Linked DNA regions of Mus musculus: region 1 is linked to region 2. The links are chromatin contacts, called in public HiChIP or PLAC-seq maps. All regions are on one chromosome and are shown on one strand. The core of a region is the stretch at or near the end of the contact, and the rest is flanking DNA. Distances in the headings are between cores, read along the strand shown. Region 1 has its middle 18 kb from the start of Mir30b. Region 2 holds the start of Zfat (zinc finger and AT hook domain containing).

Evidence for each region. HiChIP or PLAC-seq counts read pairs in DNA pulled down with a chosen protein or histone mark.
Region 1: an H3K4me3 HiChIP or PLAC-seq map of bone marrow-derived macrophages shows a contact between it and region 2, with 4 times the contacts expected there. The contact joins the enhancer-like site here to the promoter of Zfat in region 2. A contact is called at or near these places in 2 of 15 datasets of contacts at CTCF or cohesin (CD8 T cells and the NIH/3T3 cell line), 6 of 484 Hi-C or Micro-C datasets (the AML12 cell line, ECoMG-derived neutrophils, the G1E-ER4 cell line and 2 more), 7 of 115 datasets of contacts at active chromatin or transcription factors (the 230-238 cell line, the SCID.adh cell line, bone marrow-derived macrophages and 4 more) and 1 of 9 other capture datasets (adipose tissue).

Annotation. Positions count from the first base shown.
Region 1 is chr15:68,316,120-68,323,480 of GRCm38.p6, forward strand. No RefSeq gene overlaps it. Among named protein-coding and RNA genes, the nearest start is that of Mir30b, 18 kb to the right of the region's middle. Within about 2 kb of position 2,957, at least 3 of the 459 cell types and tissues checked have an H3K27ac peak or open chromatin away from gene starts, as enhancers often do. A contact at or near this core is called in bone marrow-derived macrophages, where this site is marked.
Region 2 is chr15:68,255,512-68,262,887 of GRCm38.p6, forward strand. Zfat (zinc finger and AT hook domain containing) reads right to left here and starts at 3,345. Exons shown (of 16, transcript NM_001145888.1): 1 at 3,157-3,345. The coding sequence starts at 3,175.

The DNA.
Region 1 (7,361 bases), core at 1,707-4,206, 60 kb after region 2:
GGAACCAGAAGAGACCACTTCCAGTAGACAGACAGGGCCCCAGTGGAGGGATGGGGTCACCAACCTACCTTTAAAATTTTTGACCCAGAATAGATCCTGTCTAAAAGAAATGCAGGGACAAAAATGGAGCAGAGATGAAAGGAAAGGCCATCCAGTGACCAATCCAACTTGGGAACAGTCCAATGGGCAGGCAAATCTTGATAGTATTACTTATGCCATGTTTGGCCTGCAGACAGGAACCTAGCATGACTGTCCTCTGAGAAGCTCTACCAGCACTTGGCTGAGACAGATGCAGATACTCACAGCCAACCATTGCACTGAGGTTGGGGACTCCTACGAAAAAGTTAGGGTTAGGATTGTAAATAAATAAAACAATTTTAAAAATTAAATTAAATTTAAAAAAAAGAAGTGACAGTTATCTTTAGCTTTGCAAATACTACCAAGACAGAAGAGGCACCAGCAATTGCTGAGCTTACTACCGTCCTCAATTTCCACCTTTCATTAGATACCACAGAATATTTCCCATCCATTTTTTTTCTTTCTAAATGGGAAGATTGATCCAAATGACGAAGTATTTGAGTACTCAAGAGGAAAAAAAAAAAAAAACAACCTGTGACTATTTTCTCCAATGCTTATAAATGTGGAAAAATAATTAGATTATGGAATGACTCTTTACATTCAGAAAAGTCCTGTACACCAAGAACACATGTTCATATTAAAGGCAACATACAGACAGGAAAGAATCAATAATCTGGAAGAAAGATGATGGATGCTAGGTTTTAAGATTCAACTGTCTCTGCCATTTTCAGCACTACTTGAAATAGCAAAAGCTCCAACACTGAAAGCCATATGCTTAAATGTATTTTCATGAGTGGTAATGTCAAATGTTTCAGCAAGCCTTCTCTCTTTGCTGCTGATACTTCATGTTTCCCATGTTCTTACTCAGAATCAAGTTCCTCTGCCCTCCTATCCTGTTTTAAATCACTGAACAGGGTGCTGTGGTTCTACAGTGACAGATTTAGATGAAAAATGAAACTCAAACATGTAGACAGTCTGATTGCAGCTTGTGCAACCAAATCAGATGTTCTTCCTGCTTTCCCATTTCATCTGGTTGAGTATGGGCAAATCATCTGAAAGTCACCCTTCTTTCTGCTCAAAGTTTGTAGAGTAAAATAAGAAAAAAATACTTATATACTGCTACATTTTTTCCTTCCTACTCTGGAATCTTCTAGAAAACAGCTGAGCCTAGGTAGCTGATGAACCTCCACCCCCATCTCGGCTGGATTTCTAATCTGCCTTCCTATACTGTGCTGAGGCCAGCCTTCATATAATTGAGAATGAATAATGGTGCTCTAACCACTTTCTTATACTCCCCCCCCCACCCCAGTGCTCATTTGTGGAATAGTTCAAGGTGAAGATTGACATCTTCACATTCAGATAATTACCAGAGGATATGGAGATGACTGTGAACACCTTATACATTTTATGCCTTGGAGAGATGAGCTTTACTCATGAGAAGAAAAGCAGCAGCATATGAAAGGATGAAATCCTTTCCCATCCTTAGCAAACAAAGCCCACATTCTCACTTGTCGATACACTGGGTATGTGTGGTCAGCAGATTCTAGATTTAGTTGAAAGTCCTTTCCTATTAATTAGCTATGTGACTTTGGGTAAGTCACTAACCTAAATGGATTTTAATTTTAATCAAATGGAGAAGAAACACAATGTTGCAAATTCTTTGTGAAGTCTGAAATTCCTATACCAATGCAAATGATCTTATTTAATTGACATAATTCTGGGCATTGAATACAACAATGGAGGGGTCAGCAGGGGATAGAATTTTCCTTATTGCCTCCAAGGGAGAATGAACAAGGAAGCTAGAGAGGAAATTAACATCTTAGAGTGCTTCTCTTTGCATCTTGTGATAGACTTAGCTTTGTCAGCAAGATTTCTCACAATATGGTCTTTGAAACTTAGTAATATTATTGAAAGAACGGAGGCTTAAAGTCACATGTACCTGGAATGATCCTTAGCAGTGCCACATGTTGTGTGGGTGGGAAGACTGCTTAACCTCTCAAGACTTCCTCTATAAAATGGTAATTATGAAGATTTCCTAAGCCACTTTATGAAAAAAGCGAATAATGGTGTTTTGGATATAGTAGGTATTCAATAAATACAAGTTCTGTTTTCTCTTTTGTAGAGGAATTGTTAGGGTTTTAAATTTTGTGTCCCTACTTTTTTTGTGGGGATTCACTAAGACCCATCAATAGAATTACCTAAAGAAAGGAAAATGTACAGACCCAGCAGCATTTTTGACATTGGTCTGTAATCAGTATTTGGGAACAATAATGTGCTAATGAGGGGAAACAGAAACTAAACATTGTTTAAGAGTGATTTCGAAAAGTGTGTTATGCAATAAATAACATGGTAACCTCTTAGTTGACTCTCATATCTTGTAGCTCTCAAATGAATAGCACTCTCTTTTCAAACATATGGTGATCTATTTAAAAGAGCAACAGTGGACAAGAGTAGTGAGGTTGCCCTTACACCATCCTCAGTGGATCCCCAAACAACCCAACAGGCTACATCTTCTACTCATAACATAAATGTTTCCAGCTGGGCAGTGGTGGTACACACCTTTAATCCCAGCACTTGGGAGGCAGAGGCAGGTGGATTTCTGAGTTCAAAGCCAACCTGGTCTACAGAGTGAGTTCCAGGACAGCCAGGGCTATACTGAGAAACCCTGTCTGGAAAAAAAAATGTTTCTAAAACTTCATAGCTGAGCTGTCTTCTGTAAGTCTCTTTAAAATTAATTATTAAAGCCTTCTCCATTAGTCTTTTGTTTGGCCTTCATAAAACCATTTATTTTTTGCAGTTTAACAAATAAAAAACCCCACTGCATTATCTATAAATATATGGCTCCAGATATGGGAAGAAGGCTATGACTCATACTAGACCACTCCTTAAGGGCAGCTCTGTTATGACTGTATTCTGGGAAGTGTGCTGGATCTATTCTTCACACATAGGCAAAATCAAAATAAGCTGGCAATATAAAAAGGACTTTTTTGTGTGTGTTTTGTTTTTTGTTTTTTGAAGACAGGGTTTCTCTGTGTAGTCCTGGCTGTCCTAGAACTCACTCTGTAGAACAGGCTTGCCTTGAACATAGAAATCTGCCTGACTCTGCCTCCCAAGTGCTGGGATTAAAGGTGTGCACACCACTGCCCAGATGAAAAGGACTTTCTTGTCAGGAACTGACTCTTGTCAGTCCCTATTTGGTTAGATCAATGTACTGTGCCATTCACTTGGCCAAGAAATCCATCCATCCATCCATCCATCCATCCATCCATCCATCCATCCATCCATCCTTCTATCCATCCACCCACCACCCACCCACCTATCCACCCTTCCCTATTACAAACCACATGCTTGATCTTAGAAGTAAAACATCAATTAAAATGTATTCCAAACATAACACAATTAGTGTTACAGAGTTACTGTGACACACACAGTTTAGTGAACATAGAGGAATGAATGCACAGGAACTCAGGCAAAAGCATCAGAGTAGATTTTTAGAAGAGGATTTTTAGCAGGAACAATTAAATGCCATCCAATCAGTAACAGTAAGGATAGCCCTGATTCCTCATCCTTTCCTACCTAAGGCAAATGCCATTAAAAAATGTCTTCTCCAGAGAATACCCCATCCGAGGATCCATCCCATAATCGGCCACCAAACCCAGATATGATTGCATATGCCAGAAAGATTTTGATGAAGGGACCCTCTTATAGCTGTCTTGTGAAGTGGATGCTCACAGTCATCTATAAGATGGAACACAGGGCCCCCAATGGAGAAGCTAGAGAAAGCACCCAAGGAGCTGAAGGGGTCTGCAACCCTAGAGGTGGAACAACAATATGAACTAACCAGTACCCCCAGAGTTCGTATCTCTAGCTGCATATGTAGCAGAAGATGGCCTAGTCAGCCATCACTGGGAAGAGAGGCCCCTTGGTATTGCAAACTTTATATGCCCCAATACAGGGGAATGCCAGGGCCAAGAAGTGGGAGCAAGGCAAGGGGAGGGTATGGGGAACTTTCGGGATAGCATTTGAAATGTATATAAAGAAAATATCTAATAAAAAAATGTCTTCTGTAACGACCAGGTTCAGGAGCACATGTTTTACTCTCCCTCAGATTTTTCTATAACCCTTCCTAACCCCAGACATATCCAATGTCTGAACTTGACAGGATCATGACCTCACTGGTGAGCGTGTAGCCAAACTCAACATGAATACTCATATTACCATACTGCATGCAACTCTTAGTGTGAGGAACACAGGACAAGACCTGCAGACACTCTAAGGTCATGAGAAAGTGGGAGCCTGCCTATTGGTTCCATGACCTTTCTCCTCAAGGCTACCAGGAACCAGTACCTGGAAAACCTTACCTGGGTATTGGCTCCATCGTGTTCCCGCATATACCCCCAATAAAGCCTCATTTGGGCTGCTATTGCCTCTTCATGATTTCTGTCTTGAACTGAGTGAAAGGATTCAAGATTGAGTAGGTCACACTTGGAGCTGAGAGTGGATAACCATGCAAGCTGTCAAGACTAATAAGAAAGTAGGGAATTCACTACGGAAAAATAGTAAACTTGGAGACAGAGGGTTACAAGCAGGATGCTTTGGAAGGTTTGAGTATGATGAGTTTGTTTCAGAGATAGATACCAGAAGGTGGGTTCCTGCCGTGGTTATCTAGTGTTCTTCAGATGCTGCAAGGGAGACTAAGGGAAACAGTTAGTTGATGTATTTATATTTATGTGCTGTATTTATTGGGCTTTGGCAAAGTGGTGCTTTTATAAATTGTTAAATTTAAATTTCATGGTATGGCTAAAGGAATCTGAGGGTTTCATGAATGCATTGTAATCACACACTACATCAATATGTTATAATCCCAGTACTGAAAACTTTAAAGAACAGAAGCCATTACAAAGATATTTGGAAACTATTGGCCAGATAATTGTGTGAACTACACTGAGGACTCTGAACCTACTCCCGAAATGAACACTCAACAGACTGTGTGAAAAAGTCTTGATTCGTTTACCACGGGATGGAGTCTCTGCAGGAGTAGTGGGGATAGCTGTGGAAATGCTCAAATCTGAGTTTAAAATGCTGCAAAACGGCCAAGCAGGTAATGGCAGTATGGACTGCACATTTATGTGGATTTAGACCTCTTGCTGACTCTGATAATTATAGGAGGCTACACACATGGTGGATAGTAATTATGCATAACTTTTATAAAGGTATTATTAAAGACAAGAAAATCAAAGTTACAAATGCCTTATTTTTTAGTTTATTTTTGAGATAGGGTCACAATATGGAACCTTGGCTGGTCAGAAACTCAGAGAGATCCACTTGCCTCCACCTCCAGAGAGCTGGGATGAGAGGCCTGTGGCCTCACTCCCAGTACAACAAGTCTTAGTTCATAAATGAGTCTTCTGTCACTGAATCTGCTTCTTCTTATTTGGGAAATTTAGACAAAGGTGTGATTTATTTTTCTTTGGAGATCACCACCCAAAGAAGAAATTTACAAATATAAATAATTAGAAAAAAGTTTTTAAGGCCACATCAGAGGATCAACAAACAAGCAAACAAAACCTTCTGTGAGAACATTTCACAGGTTACTTGAAAATAAAACCTGTCCTGTACAACTGTGAGTTCCTGAAAGCATTTCAGTCTATGCTAAAACCTAAAATAGTGTGGGCACTGGATGTAACACTCACATTAAATTATACAATCTGGAATCAGATTAAGAGGAACAAAGTCCAAGTCCTCTGAATTCCATCCCAGTGTTTCAAACCCCAGCTTCCTGCTACCTCATGCTACCTAATAGAATAAAAAGGCTTTAAAAGTATCAGTTGCTATCTATAGAATGTGCCATTTTCCTGTGTGGCATATTTATAAAATTAAGGATATTATGTAATGAACATTATGCCAACCTTCAAGTAGGCTCTGGAATAATCGTCAGTCATTTCCATGTATCTTCACTCTTGTAATTTGTGTCAGTAATTTCTCCAATCAACAACTCCTATTTCTAGCCCTGGGATCAAATGTTGCCAGGGTCAGCACATTTATAAAGGTGAGATGTTGTTAGTATTGGGATGCTGCCTCCCATTTGGTTTCCTTACTAACTCCCAGAATTATTAAGCTTTGTATTCTAGAAAGCTGAGCTAATTATAATTTACAAAGCATTTTCTTGATTACTTAAGACACTTATAATAAAGCTGGGCGTGGTGGTGCACGCCTTTAATCTCAGCACTCGCAGGCGGGTTTCTGAGTTTGAGGCCAGCCTGGTCTACAAAGTGAGTTCTAGGACGGCTAGGGCTATACAGAGAAACCCTGTCTCAAATAAATAAATAAATAAATAAATAAATAAATAACAACAACAACAACAACAACAACAAACCACAACCAAACCAAACCAAACCAAACCAAAAAACCTAAAAAAACAAAACAAACAAACAAAAAAAGACACTTATAATAAAAATTTAGTGCCCTTAAAAGTTTTTCAATTACAAGTGGACACTAAACTTGGGTTTATCTGTTAACACACACACACACACACACACACACACACACACACACACACAAATACAAATCAGGATTTTTTTCTTGTAAATTTGGGGTGAATGTAATGGCTTGCTGCCAAAATAAAGGGAATTAAGTTCTTTACTACTAGTAGAAAAACTGTAGTATTCCTAGAAAGTAAATTTCCTTTTCCCCTATTTAGGTAGTGTCTTCACATCTCTTGAATGTATAGCTTAATCTATCCTTAATTTACCTTTTATTGAAAATAGATTCCCAGTTCCTCCTTTCTTCCCATCCCCTATTTAGATGAACTCCTATCTCACTACAAAGATGGATTTTAAGAGTTAATATAAAGAAATAAAGTGAGACAAAATAAAAACTATCACATTGGAGTTGGACAAGGCAAACAGAAAACAGCCCAAGAGAAGGCACAAGACTGAGACCCACTTGTTTGCATACTGAGGAAGCCCATAAAAACACTAAACTGGAATTCATAATATATACTCAAGACGACTGGTCTAGACCCATGCAAGCCCTGTGTATTCTGCTCCAGTCTCTGAGAATTACCATGAGGATTGCTAGGTTGATTTAGAGGGCCTTGTTTTCTTGGTATCCTCCATCCACTCTGGTTCTTAAACTCTTCCCACCTCTTCTGCAGGGACCCCCTGAGCTCTGAGGGAGAGGTTTTTGACAGACATGCCATTTAGTGCTAGTTTTCCAAAGTTTTTCATTCTCTGCAGTCTTTGGCTGTAGGACTGTGTTTGTTTCCATCTGCTGCAGGAGGA
Region 2 (7,376 bases), core at 2,095-4,594:
CAGTGTTTTGTAGGTGAATTATCACCATTTCTGGGGTTCAGACCTCAGCTCAACTGGAGACCAGCCTGTCTGTGCATCGCCCAATGCCCCACACTCCCTATGCTCTTTGGCTCCAGGTTCCTCTCCTTATGGTGAGACAATGTCACCTTCCTATCCAGAGGGCCTGCAGCTTTGTCCACTATCCTCTGAGGCAAGGTCCCCACCTACTCATCTGGTTTCTATCCAGACAGGCTGGAACACAAAGGCACCAGATTCCAGAGGTCAATACGTTGCAATGCCAGTTGACCTAGAGTTAAAGGAAGGAGAATATTCTAAACCAGTTGGCAGAGGGGCATCTGAACTTCCATGTTCATCAAAAAAGTAATAAGAGCCCAGGTGAAGAAGCACCCTAAGTGTCCATGAGCGGATGAAGAGAGCGTGCAATGTGAGCACAGAGAATGGCTCTGCCTTTGTAGATAGGCAGGTGGAGCTGAAGCAACAGACCTCACAGATGGAGAGAACAGAATGGGGTCTGAGAGAAAGGGAGGCAGGGCACGAGGCAAGCCTCTATTAGCAAAACTATGTTTTCACGTTCTGTATGATATTCTGCATGGCATAGTGAACAGAATAAATAATGTATTTTTCACTTCAAAAACCCACTAAAAGAGTACATTTCAAATGTTCTCACCTCAAGAAATGATGACAAAAAAAGGTGCCAGACTGGATTAACCTAATTATTCCCCATTGTGCTCATAAATTGCAGGGCTGTGAGTGCCACAAGCACAGGTATAACTATCAACTTACGATTTTCAAAACTTTAAAAAGAACAAAGACAATTCTGCTACTCAACTTCAAGGCCCTGTTTGACATCGGTGTGCCAAGCATTGTCTTTTCAGAAGCAAATTCATTTGTTTTTATATTTTATGTTTTTTTAATTGTTTATTTATTTACATGAGTACACTGTAGCTGTCTTCAGACACACCAGAAGAGGGCACTGGATCCCATTATAGATGGTTGTAAGCCACCATGTATATTTTATGTTTTTTAAGCCAACTTTGAATCTACAATATATGTTTTAAAATGTTCACTATTCCCCACTCCAAAGTTACTTTTTTCCCCTTCAGAACAAAAAAAAAAAAAAAAATCATAATCATGTGGGATGCTTCTTGGAAAATTCTGTCTCGGAAAAAAAAAAAATTATAACCAAACTTCACCCCACCTTTCCATCCACACACACTTCCCAAAGCAAATGCATGGTGACAGTGTGTTGTTATGAAAACCATCTGGAGTGCCACCAGTGTGAGCAAGGTAGAGGCACAACACATGGGCCTCAAGCACAAGGGTCACAGCCCCTGCCTCAGGAGCTCTCAGGAGCTCTCAGAGTCTCTCAGGAGCGGCTCTCTCCAGCAAAGCTGTGAACAGTGAGAGACTGCCTCTGAAGGGAGTACCTGCCCCTGGAAAGTTTGACACGCTGAAAGCTTAACAACCCCAACAGGTGACAAGGGACAAACCATTAGGCTAAATCCCCCTCTATTAAACTGACCCATCTTGATAGAGAGGTTTTCAGGGGCAGCATGCATGAGACATCTATAAAAGAAAATGAGAGGAGGAGAAACAGTGTAATCACCCAACTCTGACTAGGCCTGCTCTGAGCAGCCACTAGATTCTCCTTCAAGACAGCGATAGCTGAGAAGCTGTTGTGTACACTACAAGGTGGGAAAAGAAAGAAGCAGAAACCTTTGCACCCAAAGCAAAAGATACCATGAAAAAGAGACCAACACAGAACAGAGCTGGAACACACACAGAACAGAGCTGGAACTGGGGCAATGACCACCCAGCCTGTTTACCACCCAAAGCCGCCTTTCCAACACCAAAACGGGAAATTTCCCAGAAACGAGCTGACAGAAATACATTTTGTTCAAACTATGAGCCTTCTTCACTTGTCATGGCTGGAAAACAGAAAGATAACCTGTTTGGGGCTTGTTGTGTGTCCCTTTGACCTATAGCCACTCTGTAGCACCAACACTAATTTCACAGATCAAGTGATAGGTTCCAAAGCTAAAGGTGGAGAGTAGTGGAGGTAAGCCCCAGGAACGTGAGTTTTCTGTCCCCTGTATGGATGGACCCAGGCTCCAGCAGGAAACCACAGTGACGTGTACAAATGATCAGCAGCTCCTTCACTCAGTCATTCAATAGAAGGTCACCCCTACTAAGAGCCTGTCTGAATTCCAGGGGACAGTGACAAAGGCCAAGCAAACATATGGTTCACATTGTTTTCCAAGCCAGAAGTCCGATCTCTTTAAAGCTCCACTGTCAGGAATCTGGGCTCTCAACTTTTCTCTTCTTCAGTGAATGACCAACTAAGAACAACCAGGAGACACTGGCAGCGACCCTCGGAAGTCAGGGTCCAAGAGTCTAAATTGGTGTCAATCACAGGCTAGAGGTCACAAGCTTAAGGTTAAGGGGAGTCACCAGGGGTTAAGTGAAAAGTCTACCCTTCCAATGAGACCAGCTAAAGCAGCTTCTGGCTAGACAGTCTGAGGGCTGCCTGGAGGAAGTGGCCTGGAGCCACTTCGTTCAAGCGCACGAGGACAATGCCCTACAGCACTGGGCCAAAGACAGAAGGCAAATGACTACTTGCATGGGACAGGGTCACCCGTGATAAAGCCCATCTCTCTCATTGGCCGCTCCCTCTGAAGGTCACTAGAGAAGGCTGGACTTGAAGCACGTCCTGGCTAAGAACACGGGGTTGATCACTGGGAAGGGGAAGTCATCTACTTTACGAAACTGTTGACTAAGCAAGAAGCCAACTCAAAGCTCACACAAACAGCGGCAGGCAACGGGACTCGAACACCTATGCAGCCAGACGCCCGCGGATGGCCGCTGGCGGGCGCCCTGGCACCGCCCACAGCCCTGGAAACTGCTCCCCAGGCGCGCAGGGCGCTCCCCTCGCTTGCTCTCCACCGCCTCCCTTTTTTTTCTTTCCTGCGGCAGGATCAAGCCAGCTTCCAAACGTGGGCCGCAGAACGCTGCGACGTCGGCGCTCCGCCCGCCCGTGGATCCCTCCGCCGGCCCGAGTCTGCGCGCGGCCTCCCCACTGCACACCACGAGCGGTTTCCCGCGCGGCGCCGCGCCCCACCCCCACCCCGCCGCGCCCCAACCCCCATCCCCGCTCACCTGCCGTCCGCGTCTCCATGGCAACGCCCCCACGGCGGAGGAAAAAAAAAGCCTCGGGCTCTTCCCGGCTCCCTCCCGGGCTGAGCGAGAAAGTCGGACACCCTGAGGAAACTTCGCTCTTTATTTTGATTTTTTTAGGGAAAGAGCCGGAGAGGTTATGGCGAATCTGCGGCATCCAACATGGCGGATGGAGTCTTCGCCCTCCTCTCCCCGGGGATCCGACGCCTACGTAGCGACGTCGGTCGCGGGGAACCGCCCTCGGCACGCAAGGCACAGTGCGCATGCTCGCGGCTACCCTAGGTGCCGGCCTCTCGTCCCGGCGTTCTGCGCGCTGTTTTGGGCCACGCCCGGGGCGGGACGCTGTGATCCTGGGACGTGGGAGTCAGGACCCGGAATGTCCTGAATCCTCTTCCGTGCGGGGACGGCTGCGAGTGGGCAGGCTAGTGCGCCCCTTTGCATACTAGCTTTTCCGGGGCTCAGTTTCCCAAGTTGCCGGTCGGGTTGACTAGGTGTAGTTGGCCCAGGCAGGCTCTCCCAGGGTCCGGGACGAGCCGGGTTGGAAGTGACAGTGCCTCGCACATCTTTTTTTTTTTTTTTTTTTTTTTTTTTTTTGGAAGCTCAGTGACCACCTTTCCGTTTTTTATGTTAGGAGCTTAGAGCCCCCTCCGCACGCTGCAGGAAGCGTCTGTTCCACGTAACTTTGATAGAATATATTTCTACCGACATCGAAGTCCCTTATCCCTACCTATCTTGGTCAGCTTTTTAGCATTCGAAACTGGGAATGAGTTTTAGAGTTGGCCAATTAAGTATATATATAATAATAACAGTCGTACTTGTGCTGGTAAAGCTATCTTTTAGAAAGGTTTTTAAATTAGCCATTGTAAAAAAGTACTCCACACATACAGAAACAAGAGAAAAATGTTAAAAGAAGCAGGACGGAAATGACCGGCGTCTGGGCAGCCCTGGTTTGTTTTTACAGTGCTGGTGAAATGCTGAGTATAGTCCTTCTGTAGTGTTTAGCTTGGAGTGCTCCTCAGACAGCTCTAGGTTCCTCTCTCTTACCCCCACAGGTCGAGGTCATGTGTTTATTACTTCTTCACATTCAGTTGCGCATAACTGTTTGCTACCCCTTTCTGCCATGGACTGAGTTTGCCGAGCGGAGAGAGGGTCCTGTCACAAAGGCCCCTGGGTCTTTTAGTCTTTGCCTACCCATCACAGATTTCATAGTAATGCTACTGAACGACTGAATGAGCTCATTCATTTTGTTCACTTTTTTAAAAACAAAAACCAGAAACGTTGACGTGCCTTTGGGCAGTGAACCTTAAGATGACTGGTCTAATTCTTCATTCTTCTGTTTAGTACATATTTAAAAACATCTTTATTTCAGTGGGCAGGTGAGCAAAGGACAGGTGTTCAGGAAGGTTGTGTAGCTTTTTTGAGATCACATAGACAGTCCATGAAGTGTGTGGCCCCACCTTTCCACAACCCACCAGATGCCGGTAGACACAATGTGAGGAGAATCAGGAAGTTGTTGCTTCACCTCCACTAACTTCTGCCTCAGGGAGGGCTGCGTGGCAGGGGAACAGTAACATCTTTCATTTGAAAATGAACTAACCAGAATGCTGCATTGATGTGATTTCCTTTTTAGAACTCCAAATATTTACACTAATTTTCTGTCAGGACATGTGAGTTGTGCTGGTTGCTGACAATACTGGTTTTGTGCTGGGCTGCCTTTCTTAAAAAGCAGCACTGAAATACTATTGATTGATTAGCAGGTGGGTCGATTGCTCTTGAATGTTGTAGCCAAAATCAGTTTTGGAAATGAAGCTAGTTAACATATATCTCAAAACTCAATGGCTCCCAAACAGTAAAGCCAAATTTTTTTTAAGAAGAAGAAGAAGAAAAAAAAAAAAACTGACTGTAGATGTGGTCTTGAGGGGGTGAGGGGTGGCTGTGATTTTTCTCCACTATTCCTTCCTTAAATCTACTCATTTTTTCAAAAAAGACTTATTGCATATCTTTTCCCAGGCTGGTCCCAAGAAGGAGGAAATTAGTAAGGAAAGGGACGGAAGGCAGTTTTGTGAATGGAGACACCACAGTTGCTTCCTCACCTTCTTGTGTGGCTCACACTTTCAGATGGGGACATGAGTGTGCACTTAGAAGGCAGAGGCTAGCTTTCAGTCTTCTCTATTGTTGTGTACCTCATGTTTTGAGATAGGGCCTCTTGCTGAACCTGAAACTCATTGTCTGACTAGCCTGGCTGGCCAATGAACCCCTAGGATCCTCCTGTCTCGCTCAGCACTAAGATCACAAGCCCACCACACCTAGCGTTTTTTAGAAGGTGCCTAGAATCCAAACTTAGGCCCTCATGTTTGGGCAAAAGAGCTTTACCCCTGAGCCATCTCCTTAGCCCTGACTGACATTTTTAATCTTTACATTTCTAGATGCCTTCAGTTAAGAGAGAAGAACTAATGGAATGAAATGGAAATCACTGAGAAGTTCATAATGAATATTCTCATGCTTTATTGGTTCCTAGAGGAGCTCGGTCCCAGCTTGCCCACTAGTGGTAGTCCACCTATCAAGAGGGCTCAGGGAGGAATCCGTGTCCAAATCTATGGACATGACATGCTATTTAGTTATATGAGAAATTTAGTGGCCTTGCATAATTAAATATATTTGTAGCAATATTAAATAATTATATCAATAGTAAATGCATTTATATGAAAACAGTTTATGTACATAATTTTATATAGTACTGATTGAAATCAGTCTTAGAAAAGGATACATATAACCTTAGCATGGATTTTGAGCCACAAAACTATTAAAAGACAAGGAGAGAAAGAAGCAATTTTAGTCAACATGTTAAAAACCTAAATAGGGATGTTGTCCAAAAGGACAGCATAAGCTATTGATATCAACATGATTGTGACCTTAGGTAGCAGTAAGAGCCAGAGTCACTTCCTCATAGATCTCCATGTTTCATTCACCTGTGTGTGCCCAGTATGTAGGTGTTAGTACTGAGTTTTTCATTGGCCATAACCAATGTCAAAGAACCTGTTTCCAGCCTTAGCACTGAGGGAAACTCAGGGTGGCTGGAAGCTATGTCATCCTTCAAAAACAGGATGCAATAAAAATTCCTGACCTGTAGGAAAGGCAAAGGAGCCAGTGAGAAAGACATAGGTTTCTCTGTGTGTGCTGATTTGCAAACTGAATGCATGACTATAATTGGTAGTTGTTGATCTTTTAGTACCAGGTGTCTGGAAAGCCATGAGTTCCTGAATATTGTGCATGCGGGTTCCTGAGCCTATGTCTGTACACTGCATATGAAGGCTAGAGGTTAATGTGCAGTGCCTTCCTCTTTCACTCTTCCAGGGGCTGGAAAGCTGTGTCCAAACCCCGAATATCTCATCTTGAGGCTACCAGGCATAGGATTGTCTTCCTTTTGCTCTGGCCCTTACAGCTTTGCAACTCCTACCTCTGCCTCCCTTGACATAGTACATGTAGCCTGGTGACCAAATCACAGCTCCCTATAAGGGCATGTCCAGCATTTCTCTTCATGCAAATGAAGCATTCCCAGACCCTCATTACCAGCCAATAATGCACACTCACCCTGAAAACACCTACCCAAACCCCAAGGTTTATATAGCTCTTGTTACCCTCAATAAAAAAGCTGTTTCACAGAAAACCATCTCAGAGAAAGTTGTCTTGTTCTGTCCTACCCCCATACACACTGCACTTACCACTGACCAAGGTTTCATTCCTTAAGTCCCACCCCAAGGACAGAAGTAAAATCAGGCTGGCTTGGTGTTTTGTTTTGGTTTTTGAAGCAGAATCCTGTCATCTGCCTTGTTCCACCCCCTCGGGGCTGACTTCTCACACATACTGTTGAGCCTAACTTTCTTACATTAGGGCTGGGGCATCCAAACTCAGGTTCTCCAGCTTGCATAGCAGGTTGGTTACTCACTGAGCCATCTTGACGTTAGGACTGACTGTAAAGAGAACAGCTTGTGTATTGGTTGTATGGATGCATCACCTGTCAACTAAAAAGCCTGTGGCCTATGGCTTAGGCAGGAAATAGAAGATAGGACATGGGAGGAGAAAGAATTCCAGGAGAGGAGGAGGTGGGGAGATTTGCCAGGGAGATGATGGACACATGGTACCTGAGCACAGGTAAGCATGTGCAGAAAGGACACATGGTACCTGAGCACAGGTAGCCATGT